Regions from separate parts of the Oryctolagus cuniculus genome. Here region 2 is linked to region 1. A link is a contact called in public Micro-C data. All regions are on one chromosome and are shown on one strand. The core of a region is the stretch at or near the end of the contact, and the rest is flanking DNA. Distances in the headings are between cores, read along the strand shown. Region 1 holds the start of SH3BP5 (SH3 domain binding protein 5). Region 2 has its middle 27 kb from the start of EAF1.

Region 1 (2,700 bases), core at 61-2,560:
TACAGAGACAGAGAGACTTCCATCTGCTGGTTCACTCCCCATATGGCCTCAGTGGCCCCCAAAGCCAGGAGCTAGGAGCTTTCTGCAGGTCCCCAGTGTGCAGGGGACCAAGGACTTGGCCCACCTTCCACTGCTTTCCCAGGCCACAGCAGAGAGCTGGGTCCGAAGTGGAGCAGCTGGGACTTGAACGAGTGCCCATATGGGATGGGGGCGCTGCAGGTGGTGGCTTTACCCACTATGTCACAGTGCTGGCCCCTTGAGCATTGTTTTAAGCCACTGTATTTGTGGTACATTGCCACACAACAATAGAAAATGACTATGGTATGTGTTGTTTTGACTTTAAAATTTTAATAATACTAATGTGCAAAACGGAAGCATTTCTGGGCAGCTGAGTACCCTTTGCCTCAAAGCCCCAGCAGCCAATCCCGGGCCCCTCCCTGCCCCTTTTCCCTGGGCCAGGGTTGGTAGCCAGTCTTTCTTGGGTATGACTCCTCCTGGAGTTTTTCCTTTTATTTATAAGCATGCATAGGTACCAAGGGAAAACGTACGGCACTGTTTGTGCTTTATTTTCCTTCTTTGAACGTTAGAAACACCATTGGGATTAACACTAGACCTGGCACAGGTCTCCGAAAAAGACATGCAAGTCTGAAGCTCCAGCTCCCACCTCCCTGGAGGCCATCTGGAGCCAAGCTCCCCACCCCTCGGCTTAGGGTGGAGCCGGTTGTGTAGAATGGTGGGAAGGCTGGGGTCCCACCTCCCGAGAGAGAGCAGTTACTGTCAGGGCAGACTTGGCATTTCTGCTTTTCAACCTCTGCCCCTCAGGTATTCAGAAACAGGATGAACTTGCTCAGTAGCTGCTGGGTCCGTGTCTCTGGGTGACGCTCGCTGGCCATCTTGTCCCTGCCTCCTCCTATTACTGGAAAACCCAAACCAAAGCAATTATGTCTTTCGAGTTCGGAAACAACTCTCAAGAACTGCTGACTCACCCTAGCCTTAAAGACGGAACAGGTGGAACCTTTTTTGAAACACTCCCATGACACACACCTGCACCACCTCCAGGGGCCAGGACCCAGCTTTTAGAGCGCCCCACGCGGCCAGCAGGTGCAGGGTGGCTTCCTGTCCAATGAAGAGTCCCCTAGCTTAGCATCTGAGGGCACCCATCCCAAGCAGATTTCCCAAAGGTGGCTTTGACCACAGGCTTCCAGAAGGACACTGGTGTCTCCGGGAGGCTTGTCCTCACCCACCCCCGCCCCCTTCTGATCTCACCTGCCCCACATCACAGTGGCCCTCTTGTGATGGTCCCCACGGCGGGCGGGGGGTGTGCAGGAAACCTCCCCAGCTCACAGAGCCAAGGCCAGAGGGGGCCCCCCAGCTTTGAAAAGGCTAAACCAGGGCCCTGCATCCAGCGGGCTAGATTCTCCGTGCTCGCTGGCTATCCAGGTAGGAGCACACACCCAGGAAAGCCTGCGGCTGGGAGCGGGGTCTTAGGACAAGGAATCCCCATGAGGCGCTGCCGCGCGCTCCTCTTCTTGCCCCGTGCGTGCAAGAACGGCCCCTTGACTTCCCTTTTCCGGGAAATCTTCCGGTGGCTGCAGCCACCAGGCTCCCCGTGCTCTGGGTCCAGGGGCCTGAGCAAGGGAAGGAAGCGGCCCAGGTTTTCGTCCAGCGTCTGTGACGGGCCCGGGACTGTGGCACCGGCCGAGCGCGGGCGGCGGGCGGGGCGGAGCTGCGCTGCGCTTCCCGCAGCCGCAGGAAGGGGGCGGCCGCGTCTCCTCCGCGTCGGCGGCTGCCAGGCTCCGGGGCGGGGAGCGGCTTGGGCGAGCCTGCGCCGCCGCGACCCCTGCTGCGCTCAAGCGCCCGCCGCGCGTGGGCGTCCCGGGCGCTGCTCGCATGGACGCGGCGGCGAAGCGGAGCCGCTCCGAGGAGCCGGCCGAGTCCCTGCCGCCCGCTCGGGACGTGGAGGAGGTGGCGGAGGAGGGGATGGAGCAGGGCCTGGAAGAGGAGGAGGAGGTGGACCCCCGGATCCAGGTAGGGCGCACGGCGCGCGCGCCTCGCCAGCCGGTTGCGCCAGAGCTGCCGCCGAGGCGGTGCACACGCTTGTCCCGCGCTCGGCCGCTGGCGCGCTGCCCCGGGGCGAGAGGGTCGGACGGGGAGCCTTTTAAAAAATTATTATTATTATTAACCACCCCCGTCTGGAGGCTCCTGTGCCCGCGTGGATGCGGCCTGACTGCAGGCGGGGGTCCTCCCGCAGAGCCGGGGTACCTGGGGGCGGTGGGGCGGGCGAATTACAACAAAGGGAAAAGGGGGCGGGGGCGCCAGGCGGGTATCGGGGTCCCCCCAAGCCTGGTTCACGGCGCCACGGGCACTGCGTAGCCGCTGGCCCGCAGCGCCCGCGCCGAGGGTGGCCGGGGCGGGTGGGCGTCGTCCTCTCCCGCAGCGTGGGCGGGCGCCCGGGCCGGGTTCGAGCTGTCACCTGGCCGAGGTGCCCGGCCAGAGTCCTCTCTCAGCCCGGTGGATTCATTGTCCGCAGCCTGAGAGGTGTATTGTCCCCCTGGCGTAGCGTCCCGCTAGACCTGCAGCGGGTTAAAACCCTGCTTTTCCCCGTGGAGAGGGAGCTGAGATGGGGACAGCCGAGGCGCGGAGCCGCGGTGGAGGCGGCGGGCGGAATGGCCCTGCTTCCTGCGTCTCCATTTCCAGGAG
Region 2 (2,700 bases), core at 78-2,577, 48 kb before region 1:
AGAAGTGCAGCTGTTGGCGGCTGCTGCAAGGCCAGACCATTGCCCAAGAGAGACAGGTAGGTGGGATTGGCTGGGAGAGAAGGCCAGGGGCCGACCAGGGGGTGGGGGGCACCTGTGAACCAAGCCAACGGTTTCCTCCAAAGACAGCTTGGAATGGCTGCCACCCATGGCCCAAGGTCTGGCCAGCAAAGAGGCTGCACAAGTTTTCCCTTGGAATATCCCGAGCTGCTTTTGTGGTGTGTCTGCCTCTGACGCTGAGCAAGGCAACCTCTCAGTGACCCCGCTTGAAGATGCTTTGATTGCGAAATACACTTGTTAAATGAAGAAGGTTACTGAGTCCTTCAGAGGCTTGGCGTGTGAGCCAGTGGATCGGTTTAGGAAACTCAGGCTTTCCTTAAAAAGGCTAAGCATAAAAAACAAACAAAAAACATGGCTTCAGTCCCACTACCCTAGGGCCCTTGTGTCCATTTCCCAGGTACACGTCCACTAATGCACCCCAAAATAAGAGCAGAGGAGGGGGCAAGTGTTGTGGCACAGCAGCGTAAGCTACCTCTGTGTCCTTATTGGAGAGCTTGTGCGAGTCCCAGCTATTCCGCTTCTGATCTAGCTCCCTGCTAATGAGCCTGGGAGGCAACAGAAGATGGCCCAAGTACTCGAGTTCCTGCTACTCCTGCAGGAGACCAGGATGAAGTTCTTGGGTTATGATTTCAGCCTGGCCCAGCCCCGGCTCTTGGCAGCTATTTGGGGAGTGAACCAGCAGATAGAAGGCATCTCTCTTTCTCTCTCTCTCTTTCTCTCTCTCTCTCCCTCCCCCCTTTCTTCTCTATCACTCTGCCTTTTAAATAAAGAAATCTATTTAAAAAAAAGGGGGTGGGGAGAGTCTATTCCCCCATAGTTTGTATGCCTGGGGACCAGGAAAGCAAATCTCTGGTTGGTTTAGTAGCAAAGCTCTGATGCTAATAGCTTTGGTGGAATTCTGTGGAGTGCGGAGTCAGCCGGCATTGCCTTGTCTTCCCAGAAAACAACCCTCAGAAAAGGCGTGAGCACTGATTAGCAGCACTATGAGCCCGGTGGAAGTATATGTATGCACGTTTATGTAGATGTCATATGCTATATAATATATATATACTTTGAGTTTTTGTTGCGTACAAAGATTGTATAGGTGATGTAGTAATAAATACACATTTCTGCACACACTCCATACGATAGCACTAATGAGACTTGGAGTGGCAATGTCTGGATTCAAGTCCATACGAGTCACCACTCCTCCGAGACCGAGACTCCAGTCCTTGTAGCTGGGGCTGCTGCCGGGATGAAACAGCATCACTCACTGGGAGAACTTCGTTTTCAGTGTCAGTCGGGTGCTAGTAATTTCTATTATTTTGTTTTCCTCAAGTATACGATCTTGTGATTGTCATTCTCTAACAGAGCGGAAACAACTCACAAGCTGTCATTCGTCCTGGCGGGGGCCTGGGGCTTGAACTCACCTCCACAAGGGGGCGCTAGAGGCCAAATATTCCCATTGGCCTTCCATTAAATGACAACTTTTTTGTCATTGAAGAGGGAGGAAAATACTGCTACAAATGTGTTTTGTAGGTCAACTTTGGCTCGTAAGATCCATTTTTGCTCCCTTGGATAAGCAAGCGAGGGTGGTTTGCACCCAGCATTTCACCTTACTTTCCCTACGCAGGCGGCCTGTGTGCGCTCAATGGCAGGCAGCATTCTGAGCAGCCTCTGAGTGGGAAGGTGACTGCGAGGCGCCAGGCACGTCAGGGAATAGAAATGAGTATGTCCGGGACGCCAGCAAGGACGTTGTTGCCCTGTGGATAGATAACATCTGCTGGCCTCTCGCTTATTCCGAAATGGTTCTGAGGACTCGTTTTGACTGTCGTTCGGGACTCAGAGCCACAGAGGGGGCTGCAGCATGGCTACTTGTCTGCCGCCCCGTTGTCCTGAGCTGTCTTTGCTAGCATTTGGGTCCTATTTCATGGCCGCCTACCAGGGAAGAGAAATGTGAAGTCAATCTAGTGAACCCGGAAGGTGTTCCGTGGAATCGTATTTTCTGTTGGGAAGTATTTCCGGTAAATTTAAATAAGGTTCAGCTCCCGAAGCCAGCTGTCTCTTCTCTTCTCCTTTATGTGTTTCTCAAGTGTGTGACGTTTCATCAAATAGCGTTCGGGTGGGCCGGGGGCAGCCGAGGACACCTGGAGACCAGGGTTGGGAGGGGGACAGTGAGGGCGCAGTGCAGAGGTGGGGCCGTCCCCCCAGCACTTCCCGGAGAGGAGGCCACACACACACACTCAGGACAACAGAGCAAGGAGAAAGAGGAAGAGAGGGGCCACCAGACTTGCGGGGGCCGCTGTCACCAGCGTGTGGAAAGAATCTTCCACGCCTACACAGTGGAGGTCCCACGTGCTGTGGTCTGGGGCGCGGCCGGGGAAGTGGAGACCCGCCCTAGCTCCTCTAAAATACCTTGCAAAGCTCATCCAGATCTGTAAGAGAAATACCACGAATGGCAAACATGAAACCATTCCACGGGACATACAACTGCTAACAAAAATGTCAATTCTAATAAGAAATAAATTATTATATTAAATAAAATGATTATAAATGAAGGTGAGACTCCCTTTTATGCCTATCAGACTAAGAGAGTTGGGAAAATAAAATAGTGCTAGTGCAAGAGGGACTGATACAGAAAGT

The links. A called contact is a pair of places that touch in the nucleus more often than the background predicts.
Region 2: a contact with region 1 is called in a Micro-C map of ear pinna, with 10 times the contacts expected there. The contact joins the enhancer-like site here to the promoter of SH3BP5 in region 1. A contact is called at or near these places in 2 of 6 Hi-C or Micro-C datasets (ear pinna and an unstated tissue).

What each region holds. Positions count from the first base shown.
Region 1 is chr4:150,978,833-150,981,532 of mOryCun1.1, reverse strand. It overlaps SH3BP5 (SH3 domain binding protein 5), which reads left to right and starts at 1,310. Exons shown (of 9, transcript XM_008266026.4): 1 at 1,310-1,440.
Region 2 is chr4:151,026,543-151,029,242 of mOryCun1.1, reverse strand. No RefSeq gene overlaps it. Among named protein-coding and RNA genes, the nearest start is that of EAF1, 27 kb to the left of the region's middle. Within about 2 kb of position 1,327, at least 1 of the 8 cell types and tissues checked has an H3K27ac peak or open chromatin away from gene starts, as enhancers often do.